Linked DNA regions of Bombyx mori: region 1 is linked to region 2. The links are chromatin contacts, called in public Hi-C maps. All regions are on one chromosome and are shown on one strand. The core of a region is the stretch at or near the end of the contact, and the rest is flanking DNA. Distances in the headings are between cores, read along the strand shown. Region 1 holds the start of LOC101746959 (N-terminal Xaa-Pro-Lys N-methyltransferase 1). Region 2 overlaps LOC101747091 (serine/arginine repetitive matrix protein 1).

The links. Hi-C and Micro-C count contacts between places; a contact is called where the count stands out from the background.
Region 1: a contact with region 2 is called in a Hi-C map of middle silk gland, with 2.3 times the contacts expected there. The contact joins the promoter of LOC101746959 here to the enhancer-like site in region 2. A contact is called at or near these places in 2 of 7 Hi-C or Micro-C datasets (middle silk gland and whole pupa).

What each region holds. Positions count from the first base shown.
Region 1 is chr8:7,608,013-7,615,099 of ASM3026992v2, reverse strand. It overlaps LOC101746959 (N-terminal Xaa-Pro-Lys N-methyltransferase 1), which reads left to right and starts at 4,471. Exons shown (of 1, transcript XM_004932056.5): 1 at 4,471-5,200. The coding sequence starts at 4,523. The coding sequence ends at 5,182. It overlaps LOC101747091 (serine/arginine repetitive matrix protein 1), which reads right to left. Exons shown (of 12, transcript XM_012695519.4): 7 at 4,213-4,365; 8 at 3,696-3,797; 9 at 3,090-3,240; 10 at 2,889-2,975. It also overlaps a transcript of UGT39C1 not described here.
Region 2 is chr8:7,494,812-7,502,450 of ASM3026992v2, reverse strand. The region is part of intron 2 of LOC101747091 (serine/arginine repetitive matrix protein 1); the gene reads right to left. It also overlaps a transcript of UGT39C1 not described here. Among protein-coding and RNA genes, the nearest start is that of LOC119628825, 42 kb to the right of the region's middle. Within about 2 kb of position 5,365, at least 1 of the 8 cell types and tissues checked has open chromatin away from gene starts, as enhancers often do.

The DNA.
Region 1 (7,087 bases), core at 3,222-5,721, 110 kb before region 2:
TCGCAATTCAGAGATTAATAATGATTTCTGTGAAATTGGGTAACATGTCTGATTTTTAGTTTGTTTGTTCAAATAGAGACAATACGACCTATTTATTGTTCACGAACGTGTTTTAGTGAAGTTAACAACAAAATTAATTAATTACTACGATAAGTTTGCTATGTACCATTCCTATAACTAGTGTCCCGAAAAAACTTGTTTACCTATTTTGTATTAAGTGAGCAACCCCACGCTTTTATTACAATAAATTCATTTTTTCTTACACTATTTTTAATTCATTTATATTAAAATTTATTTTATATTTTTTAGTTGGATTTTCTATAAAAGCGTATTTTGTTATAATAGTTTTTTTTATACTATTATTTATTTTTCATTTTGTGGTTGAATTTCAATTTTTTCAATAGTCATTAATTTTCAATTTTTTTTTAAAATTTATTTGTCTTTACTCCTGAATAAGTATACCAAATTTCGAGTTAATCCGACGTTTTGAAGGGAGTCAAAACCATGTTCAAAGATTCCTTTACAAACATACATGTTACATCTAAAGCTAATAAAAGCGTATTAAAAACGAATTTGAACACACACGACGCATACCAGACAATCCTAGTATAGAATTATCATAATATAATGCCTATTTGATTCTAATATATGCGAAATGTTTTTTTTTTTTATAATACAGTCAAGCTGCCGTCTATGGATTGTGCTTACAATCCATAGACGTGAAACGTATATACGATTACGTACTTTGAGACACGAGGACAAAGTCTAGATTGTATCGACTGACACATTATTTAGTGCGGACCGCATAACTGTATCACGTCAGACACACATAGTATTGGTCTACCCTGTCAAATTTCAGCTGTTCTTTAATATGATACAAAGACATCCTTTTACGCACTTTTTATTTTCTTGTTACCATATATTACTATGCATATAATACTAGAGACATGTTAGTAAATCTGTTTAATATAAGATGTCCTTCTTCGAATGAAGTTAGCGGAGTCTTCAGCGAAAGGCAGCGGGTGGCTTTATAATTAAAAAAATACAATATCAATCTAGTAATACTTCTCGATTTGATTTTTTTAAATACATATAATGTTGTTAAGAAAACAATAATATGTTACCATTGCGTTGAGATAATCGTAAATCTAATAGAAAACTGTGTGATTGGACAAATGTTTTTTTTTCGTCTCATAAGTTGAATCATAAGTTACATTATTATTTGAAAGCGTTAAAGCTTGTTTTCATTATCGTTAAAGAGCAAATTCATGCAAATCGCGTACATTTTCGAAATTTTAAATTGACTTACAAAAAATTGCGTACGTACCTACCACACTTTTTTTTTGTTTTCGTTCACTTCACAATTAAATTTTACGATGTTTGAAATTAAATGTCTTGTAGAAATCGTTACGATGTATATCTATGAGCACTTGGACAAGTTATACGGAACAGACTCTCGACCAAGGCCGTCGACTTGACACTAAAATGGCCACAATGTCGAATTATTAACATAACGATTTCAAACTAAAGATACAGGTACTACACTCCTATTTTGGTGCGATACTTTGAATGAACTGATTTGGTAAACCTCGTTTCGTAATGTTATAGCTTCGCATGATATTCTTTGCCCTCGAGGCGACGGTATGACGCCAACGGCCAACATGAAAATTTTCAATATCTCATTCAGTTACTTCCTACAAAATGCTTTATTGGTGACGATGGTATTTTAATATTATTGAATGTATTTTTTTTGTTGATTTGTTTGTGTACATGCACATGCTCGTCCACCCATCTAGGCAATAAAAAAAAAGACTTTGTAACCTTTACTTTTCGTAAATGTTGGTTATGGACGAACGAGCTTAAAGCGTATTAGGGGGCAACCGAAGATCATAGACACCACACCATCTTCATAGATGAGTTCGAACTTTCATTTATACCCTTCTTTAGACCCGAAGCGATATATCTATTCGTACGTCTTCAGGTTGATTTTTATGACACGACGTCTTCCTTCATTGTTAGTGAAGGCGTGTTGGGACTGCGAGGTACGATTTTCTTGAAAAATTCGCAGCTGCCTTCCAAATTTGAGAGCCGGTATCGTCGCATCACTTGATACCAACCAACCAACTTGATACCAACATATCGAATATATTATCAATTAAGGCAAGAACACTTAATTCGTCCTGACCAACTACAACCGCTACCTTTTTTTATTTCTACCTATTCGCTGGTAACCTAAGAGGTTTATTCCAGCTACGCCCGGACCGGTAGGTAAGCTCACGGGCTCAACCTGAGAGAATTTGCTAGCACTGGCCCTAACAAGAGCAGTGCTTCGCAGAATCTACCACCGGATCGGAGTCGCGACCCACTGAGAAGATCCGGCGAGAAACTCAGTGGGCTGTGTCTATGGGTTAGTTCGCTCGTCGAACTCTTCGTCGTATTCGACGATGGTGACCGGTGCTTGTGAGGTCTAAAAGCACAGTGAGTGGATCCGGGGGATCCGACAAAAGATGTTTCGGGCGACGACTACCTTATAATATTTTCATCCGTAATGCTCACAACTATTTTCCTACCTAACTACCGAATTGGTACCTAACTCCTAACTCCCTTAGATACTGATGACATTTAACGAATTATTCTTAGATAGTAATAATACTAGTAATGTGAGACGAGAAAGCAAGAACTTGTAAATAACCATCATAAACTAATCGAATCCACGCGTTTTTTAACGCAAAGGGCATTTCTAACTACGATTTATAATTTTTAAAACACTGCCATCTATAGAAATTTTGTGAACTAAGTTCCTCAAGCACCATCTAGTGGCGAATAGCATAAGCTAACTAACAGCGCCATCTGTTGTCTCGGTTGTAAAACATTATTCTCTTCCTTACCATTGTGACGAAGGCGTCGCTGGCGTCGCAATCTCACTGACAAACTATCCCAATCGTCATCCATGTTTGGTTGCCCTTCTCTTTCAACTGCGAAAACGACAAATGTTTAAAAAATTTGTACAATCCGTCTATTTACATAAATCTTTTATTAAATTATTCTTTTTCTTTCTAATTCTTTTATTAAATATTTTATTAAATTACCTTCTTCAATGCGATTTTTTGAATGTACAGTATGAGGGACTCGCAGTCCTCCCGCCATGAGGTCGGTACTCTTCTCAAGCTCGACCCTTTTGCGCCGTTCTGTACCTCCTACCTCTTCCACCAGGCTCGCGTCGCTCGCCAGTGACTTCACCTATAATTGAAATTCTTTCAGGTTTTTTAAAAATCAAAAAGAAGTGTATGCACCTAAACGAACAATTTTTTTTATTGCTTACATGGATAGATGAGCTCACAGCCCACCTGGTGTTAAGTGGTTAGTGGAGCCCATAGACATCTACAACGTAAATGCGCCACCTACCTTGAGATATAAGTTCTTAGGTCTCAGTATAGTTACAACGGCTACCCCACCCTTCAAACCGAAACGCATTACTGCTTCACGGCAGAAATAGGCGGCGTGGTGGTACCTACCCGTGCGGACTCACAAGAGGTCCTACCACCAGTAAATTTTACAGAATACGAACCAAGATCTATTTGCATTATCTATTTACATTCGGAGTAATTTGATCCTATTGTTTAATATTCAGTTGTAGTACAAAATGTATTTAAAAAAGTAAGTTTTTTTGAACTAAGGCAGTGTTCATAATTTACCTCGTTCTTGGATAGTTCCTCGTCGCAGACTCTTTCTTGTTCTTTCGTGTGAAATGTTTGTGTCACAATCGTCCCATCAGGACCCAACGCACGCAGTTCTTTCTGTTCAAAAGAATTTTATAAATGGTAAATAACATTTCTGAATTCACTTTTTCATAATTACTTGACCATTAATCTAATATTGCGTAAAAGTAAACATAGCATCAAAATATCACAAAATGGAACGAAAAAGTCTTTTTTGTCAAAGTTTTACGGGCTTACTCAGCCTCAAATATTGACTCAAACTGAGTTACACAATAGATAGAGATATAACACAGTCTATGTTGGATGACTATGTAGAATTCTGTAATAGCACTTAATTTTACTAAGCTACATCATTTTCACGCGTTTTTTTTTTCAACTTATCTACGTCGTAATTATTAGGTAAAATAAACCAGTAACGTTTAAAAAGTCTTCTTGAATATTTCATCACCTTTCTTTTATAATTTACTCTTCCAGGGTGTATTCGTTTACGTACCGTGTCATCAGTGTTGATTGTAGTATTGTACGCCACAGTATCCTTAATGATTATAGGACCTCGTGGCACCAGAGCCAATTGCTGCTCGGTCTGCAACTTCAAAGCATCTCGGATGTCCTCTTCTTTAGTTTCATTGACTGCTGCTATCAGTGCCTTTAACAAAAAGAAAAATATATATATCAATAATCTCACAGAGTTATTAACTACTCTTAATGTGGCAAGCAAAAAGGTTGGTGCCTAATTTCGTGATTTCATTCAATTTCTCTTATAATTGTATGACGTCTCACGACGCTGTCAAAAATGTGGAATAATGACCGAGAAAGATTTTTATAAAAAAGCCGCTATATATTGGGCTAATGTGCCGGCAACAATAGATGGAGTACTCGGTGGCTTTGGTAACTTCTCCGACATTGACATTGATGGATCTAGGGCGTTTTTAAACAAAGTGCTAAGTTCCGCTAATCCGCCGGCCACAAAACTTGCTCTCGATTGCGGGGCTGGTATTGGGCGGGTAACAAAACACTTGCTGATTCATTATTTCGAAAAAATAGACCTCGTGGAACCGGATTTAAAGTTCATTACCGAAGCTAAGATTAATATCGGTGATGACGTTACGAAGCTAGGAACCCTGTACCAGACTGGACTTCAAAACTTTAGACCGCACAAAAACTATGACGTTATCTGGTGCCAATGGGTGCTTGGACATTTAAATGACTCCGATCTCATAAAGTTCTTAAGCCGAAGCAAAGAAGCACTATCCAAAAATGGTTTAATAATTATTAAAGAAAATATAACAACATCTAAAGAAGTTGAATACGACGAAGATGATTCATCTATGACACGACCACTTGAACTGATGACGAAAATTTTTGATCAAGTTAACCTTCGAATAATTCATTCCGATATACAGTATGGCTTTCCAGAAGACATTTACCCAATACATTGCTTCGCTTTATCTCCGGTGCAATAAATTTTACGTTTAAACATTTATGATTTGAAATCTTCTCATTTTTTTTTAAGGTTGCTGTATTTACTTTGATGAAGTGGCAAGTCGTGGCCGGGATTCGTGATGATGTCGTTAAATAAAGTAGGATCCCGGGCGCAGCGTGGCGTCGCAACAAGATCCGCAAGTGCATTCACCGTTTTAGTGTTTTGTTACGAAATTCTTGGCGCAGAAACCGCAAGGATAGCGCAACATAATCAGCCTATAGACCTATTGTAGGAACTGACGGAATTTGACGTCTTGAGCTTTACTTTAAACTAGGTCTGAGGAATAAAATTGCTGTTCAAATTATCAGCTGTAACATCACAATATTTTCTTGCGTGCGTCTATTAAATTGTCTTATGGACGACATAAAAAAAACGGAGCCAAGAACTTTGACCAGTTATTATAAGTAAATAGAAAAAGAATTTAAAATACTTGTCCATGCTTCTTATTGATAAATTGAACTATGACTGTGTCACAATTAAGTCAGAATTAAGGAACATATTGTGGATGTCAAGGGCAACCGAGCACACAAGTCTGCGGTTTATCAACATACCAGAGAAAAATACCTACTAGATTTAAAAATAGAGTTTAACCCAAGCACTCTAGGCGAGGCCATTCAAATTAAAAATACCCTACCTTTGATTGAGAAGATGGTTACCGCGTATCTAACACTTGGGAGCCTCTTGTCGTGAAGATGAATACCCAAATCGAACAAACTGCTCGACCTCTCATACATAATACTACCGCATATGTAGTACTCTCTGCGTGCAGAGAAACGTAAATCGCAACGGATAGGTTTTGTAGAAATTTAGATTTCCGTCGTCCGTGACTACGAAAACTATAGCGATCGAAGTCGGAAAACAATAACCGCGAGATGGAACCGTTACAATCTCAAATATCTATACTAATATTATCAAGAGGAAAGGTTTGTTTGTTTGTTTGTATTGAATAGGCTCCGAAACTACTGAACCGATTTGCATAATTCTTTCACTGTTTGGAAGCTACACAATTCCCGAGTGATAAAATCTTTTTTTTTAAAAATTAGGCATCCTTACTAAAACTCCAATAATGTAACCCAAGGTGTAAAAAAATTACCTAAAATATTCTTTACATCGCGCGCCCTACGAAAACTATTGATGATAGAATAAAATAACATACCTACTACGACTTTGTAACACATTATTATTTACAAAAAGTGTCGCGACAGCGTATGTCTAACTATTATAATTATGCCGCAATAAGTGTTCTTTTATTTTAAAAAATAAAACAACGTCAAATATCGTTGAAATTTTTGTTAAAGACCTGAGCGGAGCCGGAGTGGGCCGCTAGTAGTTAATAAATATTAAAATACAAATTATTTCATTAAAAATAAAATAATTTCACTTGGAATTCATTCTCCTTCAATTTCGACGTCGCTGAGATAATAATTAACAAAAACGATTTTGAAAGTACCTACATTCGATATTCAATCAGACAACAGTTACAGATGAATATCGCACTGTGCCCCATTATTAGGGCTTCGTCAATAGCACGGTATGGCTAGTAATCTTATGTTGCAGTTACACGGTTGTAACCCATCAAACTTAATTATCTTTAGCTCGTAAGTCGCTTCCGAATATTAATTTATTACTAGAGGTCCCACAGTAGTCGAAATTCGACTTTAATAATTAATTGGAATTGTAAGTTTGTACACTATTATGATGGTATTTTGTACTTCTATAATCACAAATTTCGCCAAGGCTACACTATAAAAAATATTAATAAAGACAAAAATATTTAATCTATTCTCAATTTGACCACAGACGTCAAGAACAAAAGTTTAACAGTAAATAGTATGCATGCGTGTGTGCGTCAAATACATGGTATGTAGTGTGTGTAATATTTTCT
Region 2 (7,639 bases), core at 4,116-6,615:
AGCTATCTACTGTGTAATTTGCGTGTAGATTTTTGCTTATCTTGTATCGATGCAGCTTAGCCACCAGCATTTTTATTACTCAATTCGCTTCCATGACAATGACTTAAATCGTATGTTCTTATTAGCTTGATTGACAGACGAGGTGATCCCAATCGGATTAAAATAAAAGGTGAGCTCTTTAAAATTCGTCACAGAATCTTTTCGTTTTCATTTTATCTGGTTGTGTTTTCTGTACCTATTAGTATCTTCACGAGTGCTGAAGTTTGATAGCTTGTTTGCAATGTTACTAATGCGAATGGCATTAGAAAATAAACTATTTTTTTTAAATAAAATATTAGGGCGCAAGACTACATTTGGTTTACGATGAACCACGAAAATCGTTATGGAAAATCGACACCTTTATGTATTAAAGTCGATGAATGTTTCCCATAGATTCCGAAGCGGCTGATTCGTTTTTTTAAGAAATCTTCAAATTGCCCTAGCAGGATAATCCTGTGAAGCTTGGTACCGATCGGATCAAAGTTAAACCAAAGATCAGCTAGCAAACGGGCCGGGCTTAACTAATTCGTCATAAATATTGACGTTATAAAAAATGTAGAGAAAAACATAATAAGACAAACTCGTCAAAAAAACCGTTGTTTTCAATTATTACTAGATTACAAACTGACTGGTACTGCACAACAATAAAAATTAGCCGTTTTTTGGAAAAAAAAGGTCGTTAAAGTTTCATGTAGATTATTCCTCTACCACAGTACGAAGATAACATAATACTCATGAACATTTATAATTGTAAAACATTAAAAACACATAAGACAGTGTGGGAACAGGAAGTTAATTATACCAATGCTTCTCATGTCCAATGTCGCTATGAGCTGAGATAATTTACGAAACATACACAAAAGTTCGTTCCATATAAAGTCTGATGGATTGCCAAAACTATATAAAGGCAGGGAGTTGTATTATTGAGACGCCTTGACTCTACGCAAAGGTCGTTCTTCAGCGGAGCTGTCAGATAAAAGGAAAGGTTTTACCGATAAAAAGATAATATATTTTCGTATCCATTGCACAATATATTATAAGACTTTGGTAAATATCATAACTGTATTTTCTGCTCATTGTATATTTTACTCAAACCTTAGACATCCCTGAAATTGGTCAGATTAATAAAAATACCAACCGTTATGATTTGAAGCTCGGTGAAACGAAAGGAAATAATGAAAAAACACAACCGTATCAATAGGATTTTGCTAACGAAAAACCGAGATTGAATATACTTCTGCAGGTTTCTCTTTTACCGCGTATGAACTGAATACAGTTTTTTGTTTGTTTATTAGTTGTTAACGTGCAGTAACATAATAGTAGCATGATTGCATTGGAAGCCCGCGCGGGGATGTGCCATAAATCTGTCTATTTCTGTCTAGTAGCATAATATATTGTAGACTTTGATTGCATCGCTTAAAATAAGATGGTTCAAAAACTAATCTGTTCATTTTTGGTAGTAAAAAAACTGTTACTTCCAAAAAAAACTCTTATTTACATTCCGTCTATATTAAGAATATGTTGGCCATAAGACTATAGTAAATTGAAGAGTTAATAAATGATCAATCAATGTAAACTAAATATTATCATGAACTATCATCATTCGTACAAAACAGAACCATATTGAAGTGAACGTTACAAATCAATAAACAAACAGTTATATCTCATATTGAGCAAGATGTAGTTCAAACTGTGAACGCGCATGAAACCGAAAGTGATTGAAGATCGTAAACCGGCTCGTTATCCGACCACCTGACCCTTTGGCCACACAAGGTCGTACATTTGTAAGCTCTGACAAAGATTTGTTGCGTCTCGAAAGAACTTTACGTTCGAAAAATGAAATATTCCGTATTTGGTAACTGTAAGACTTTAAACTAGTTTCAAATTCAGTTTCTAGAGAATAAAGCCCACTGAGTTTCTCGCCGGATCTTCTCAGTGGGTCGCGTTTCCGATCCGGTGGTAGATTCTGCGAAACACTGCTCTTGCTAGGGCCAGTGTTAGCAACACTTCTGGTTTGAGCCCCCTGAGCTCACCTACACGTCAAGGAGAAGTTAAAATAGCCTCTAAGACTATCAGCATAGGTAGGAAAAAAAGAAAGGAACATTCAGTCGATATACAGAAAGAAGTTTATACCTTACATAGCCTATTCCCAAACTCGAAAAGAGAATCACTAAGATCAAAGATTATACAAATATAAATTACCACATCACACAATATTCCGTTGTTAACAAACTTTTTGACGGTTTATCTACCAGGAATCTCTTGGATGGTTTTTATTTTGACCCTTATCCGCAGGGATTTGAGCTAATGGTAGGGCGTATTGTAAGCCCGCATGGATAGGCGAATCCATATTGCTTATTTCTGTAGCGAATCAGTAATGTATTCCTGTTTGAAGGGCAGCACAAGGGATATACAATGCAAACTGAGACTTCAATCTCATATTACAAGATAGGTATTGTATTTACGTTATAATCTCTATGAGCACTGGTAGCTACAACAGATGGGCAGTGAGCTTGTTCATCCTTCTACACAATTAAAAAAAGTATTTTTATTAAGCTCATAATTCGTAATAGGCTATTAATTATCGTGTCTGAAATCGACAGCAGTTCTAATATGGAGCGATATTGTGGAACGTGCCAGAATATGTTGTTTTCCAGTTCAAAATTAATGTTATTAAAATTAATGTTGAAAATTAATTTCGTTAATACCAATTCGATTGTATGATAGGCTACCTAGCCTTGAGAGGCTATTTCAGCTTCTCCTTGATGTGTAGATGAGTTCACGGGCTGGAACCGGGAGTGTTGCTAACACTGGCCCTAGCAAGAGCCATGCTTCGCAGAATCTACCACCGGATCGGAAACGCGACCCACTGAGAAGATCCGGCGAGAAAATCAGTGGGCTGTGTCTATGGGCTAATTCGCTCGTCGAGCCCTTCGTCGCAAGCGACGGGTTCGACGAGGACGGTGACCGGTGGTTGTAGTGCCTAAAAGCACCGTTAATGGATCAGGAGGATCCGTGATGACGCGCTTTGGGCGACGTCGACGGTTAAACCAGTGACCAAATACTAGCTGTAAAATATACAAACGAGTTTTATTTACTGTCGGTTTACCGTCGATCACCTTTGAACTTCAAAAGGTTATTTACTTCAAATTTAAAACTACGCATAACATCAACAACAATATTTCTCCGAATTTTAATGTCCCATAATAAGCAATACAATAGCAATTTCCATTTTGCATAAAATTATGCAAAAAAGTTTTAAAATACGAATGCACTGTACAGAAATTTTACCTCTACTATGAAACGTGGTGAGTCGTTGACACTTGTTTTAATGAGCAGTATATTTGTTGCTTTCAAGCAAAAGTATTACTTAAGTTTGGTAATACATCAAGTTATTAGTTCAATACACCTAACTTAAGTGACATATACTTATCTATATATTAATACGTGAAGCAAAAACGCTGTACTCCTTTTTACGAAATTTGCGCGGACGGAGGAGTATGAAATTTTCCACACTTATAGAGAATATCGAGAAGGAGTGCTCAATGCTATTTTTTTTATTAGGCATAAATGGTGCATCACATAAAAAAAAAGCATTACACACCCTGCCATGTATTTGACACACACACACACACTCATATATACTCTTTTGTTTATTGTTTAGCCTGTGATCCAATTGAGAATAGATCAATATTGTTAGTCTTTAATATTATTTGTCTATAGTGTAATTTTGGCGAAATCTGTGATTACAGAAGCATAATAGTCTTTGACAATGGAACCATAATAATGTTCAAACTTATAACTTCAATTAATTATAGTCGAATTTCGACTACTGCGGGACCACTAGTATATCTTAAAGAATGAATATGGATGAAAAATGAAATTAAAACAAACAAGCCCAAAAATACATTTTCTGTCTTCGTCCCTCAGAGCTAAACATAGTTTTTTCTCCGATAATAAATAGATCGTTTTCTTTACGTAATCATAAACTGAATCCTCAATATTACGTATAATAATAATAAAATAACAATAAATAATAAAAATTATTTATTGCCTTTCACATCAAATAAAATAAAATGAAATACAAAAAAAAGAAAAGAAAAAAAAAGAGAAAAAGGCAAAAGGCGGTGAATGGCTTTGCGGGAATGAAGGCAAGGTACGTGTGTATAATTTTTTTTTTTTTTTTTTATGATTGAAAGTTTACTGGTGGCCCGAAGGCCTTTCCAGTTTCACCAGGACAGGTGGGCGAGCAAAGGCTCAGCCAAGAGGGGTGGGATTTGCTAACAACTGCCCGAGCGCCTCCGAAGGAGACCTAACAACTCAAGAGCAATTGTTTCGCGAATGAATCTACTACCGGATCGGAATCGCGACCCGCTGAGAAGATCCGGCGAGAAACTCAGCGGGCTGATGCATGGGTTAGGTTGCACGTCGACCTCTTTGTCGAGTTCGACGAGTACGGTTACCGGGGTCCCTAAGCCTGCCCCTAGTATTAGAGCTGAAGGCAGTGTATAAATTAGTAAAATTAGTAAAAAAAAAGTGTGTGTGTCCGCTCCGACGCACGACTGGAGTTTACTGGATATAAAAAATTAAACGAAACAATACGAGAAATAGTTCTATATTACGACAACACGATACACTACAGATTATTAACAAATTAACGAGACACAAAACAAACGACTAACAAATATATGAAAATACAATAATGAGAGAAACGCGCGATCAGTACGAGGCTTTGTGGCGGACTGCCGGCGCAGCAGCCCGGCGTCACCTGCGATAACGCATTTCGTGTGACATGCGCAATCAGGCGCATAACGCATTTCGTGTGACATGCTAGTACGATTTTGGTCCCCATAATTTTCATACCCCGGGCCTATATATGTAAATCGATTCTAAAGGAGTAAACTCCAATTATAAAAATTTTAGAAAAAAAAAACAAAACATCGTCAAATTTTACTGATATTACACGAGATTGAGTAGATCTGAAAAACTACGATTTCTAAGGTTTCATAATATTAGATTTTAATTGAATTCTAAACTCTACACTTGTAAATAATTGCGATTTAGAATTGACACTCCCAACAGTCCCAACACCATTGTTGATTTTGGACAAAAACGTTCTTACAAGGCTTATCTCAGAGTTCAGCTTACAGAACTTAAAAAAACATTCTCAAAACGCATTCCTTTTCCATTGAAATTCTTAACCGGAATTGATGAATCGTATTATCGTACCTTAATATTAAATAAACACAATGCATCAAACATATTGTGTGCATGACAATATTGTTATATTAGAATTACGTGACCAAAGCTCAGACATGCTTTGTTCTACGTAGTTTTCGTATAGAATTAACATGCGATTCTATACCTTAATGCTTCCTGGTCGTTTGCTATGAGGAAAACCTGAACAATCAATAGTTAATTTACTAACAGTGTATCAATTTTCGAAGCCCTAACCTTTTTTTGAGATGCGGGAATCTCGAAAGGCCTTTCCAGTTTTACCGAGATAATTAAACTCAAGGCCCAACCGGGAGGGCAGCTTTCCAAACTACCGCTAACAGCTAATCAGGACGAGTGATTGCTACGCGATGGTATAGACAAAACGACAGTAACGGTATCAGCCTGCCAGAATATTTGCTTTATTTACTGAAGTTGGTGTGACGTGGAGGTGAACTAGTATTATATAACACGTAATTACTTCAAAAGCGATCTTATGCTTAGGGCTGCGATAACCTTAACATTAGACGAACAACGACCTCCTTTGTCCCGATTAATTAATAAAAAAAACTGACTCTGGTTCAACGAAATGAAGTATCGATTCGGTAATCGATATCTATCTATCACAAGTTTCGAAATGAATAAAAAATCGGCACCATACAAAAAGGCACTGTCACACGAACCGCGTCGCTCTGGTGGCCACAATGTCCACATATCGAATGTCATATGAGTCACCGCAAGGCGATCCCGAATGCAAGGTGAATACACCGACTAATGCCCGTTCCAAATACGGATAAACCAGCCACATTTTATTTAACATTTGGAACTGCCACCGAAAATTCGAAAGCACTAAAATTGTTTTTGTCGCGTTATACCGTACCATTATTTTGGTAATAAATTAAATTTAGTGTAGACCAACCCCGAATCGATACTAGAAAGCTATTGCTTAAGACTATGTAAATCGTAAACTCACGAGTCCAGCTTGGCCCGTGAAAATGAGGCTATTTGAGACAGGCTGAAGAACAGGATTAATTAAGAGTGATTAAAACGAAAATTTAAGTTAATAATATCCAACAAAAGTGGCGGATCAAAGACGATTGCATGCAGCAGAGATGCGAATGTTGCGATGGATGTGCGGAGTAACGAGAATGGATAGAATACGGAATGAATATATTAGAGGAAGTCTGAAAGTGGCACCTCTGACAGAGAAGCTGAGGAGTGCGCGTTTGGGATGGAACGGACATGTGATGAGACGAAATGAAAATGAGGTTGGTAAGAAAGTGTGAACTATGAATGTGGAAGGATATAGAGGAAGAGGTAGACCTAAGAAGAAATGGATGGATTGCGCGAAAGGCGATATGGGTAAGTGGGGAGTGAGCGAAGAAATGGTAGAAGAGTATGGAAGGAGAAAACATGTTGCGCCGACCCCAAGTGACTGGGAGAAGGGCAGGATAATAATGATGATAAAACGAAAATTTAACTTAAATCAAATCAATTCAGAACTTGGAATATTTGAAATTATAAAACTGTTTTTCTTGTAAGAAAATAGCAAGCGTTTAAAGGAAATACGCATTACATAACGAAATTGTCAATGAATATTTAAAAATGGAAATTTTAGAGTTTTAGATAATTGTATAAAAATGTTATCACTGATCCTCCCACGTCCGTACCTGCCCGACCTTCTTACCACTGATTAACGCTCGAAATTGACGCAACGTAGAAATGCGGTAGTTACAAGTGGAATTTACATAAAATGGCGCTCCCACAAACGAGGCAATGTCAACTGGCTATTCTTAAATATTCGCTACTGAGTTTGAACGGTATTGCGTAATTTTTTATCTAGGTACGATGTCGCGTAAATAGCACATACACTACGTTATAGTAGTAGCCTTTAATGTTACGTAAATAGCAGAAACTAATTATCTTACTGAAGTCGCGTACAGGAATTCAATCAATAAAAATTATATTAACCCTAAAGTTATTGAATACGCAAAATTTATTAACTTCAGAAAACTAACTTGTCTGTAAGTCTTGCTTTGTAGGGTTCAAGATCAAAATATGTGTGCAAATGGAGGCAAATAGCAAAAGCCCAACAGATACTCAAGTTTCATACACAAAAAGTAGCTACAAAAAGATCTAAGTTCATACATGATTTATTAAAATACTAAGTATTAATTATTATTAGTATGTACAATCAATTTAGAAAACCCTGTATTGGCGCTTAAAGAATCATGAATACAGCTTAATAAATAACAAATGTTTTTATCAATTGTAAACCATGATAATACCTCTGGTTCCTTCTAAAGTTAACATTCAAATGGGAATTTATTTTTAACGCATTGTAATTCTGCCTTTTATGGCTTTAATTATTATTACCTAACTAAAT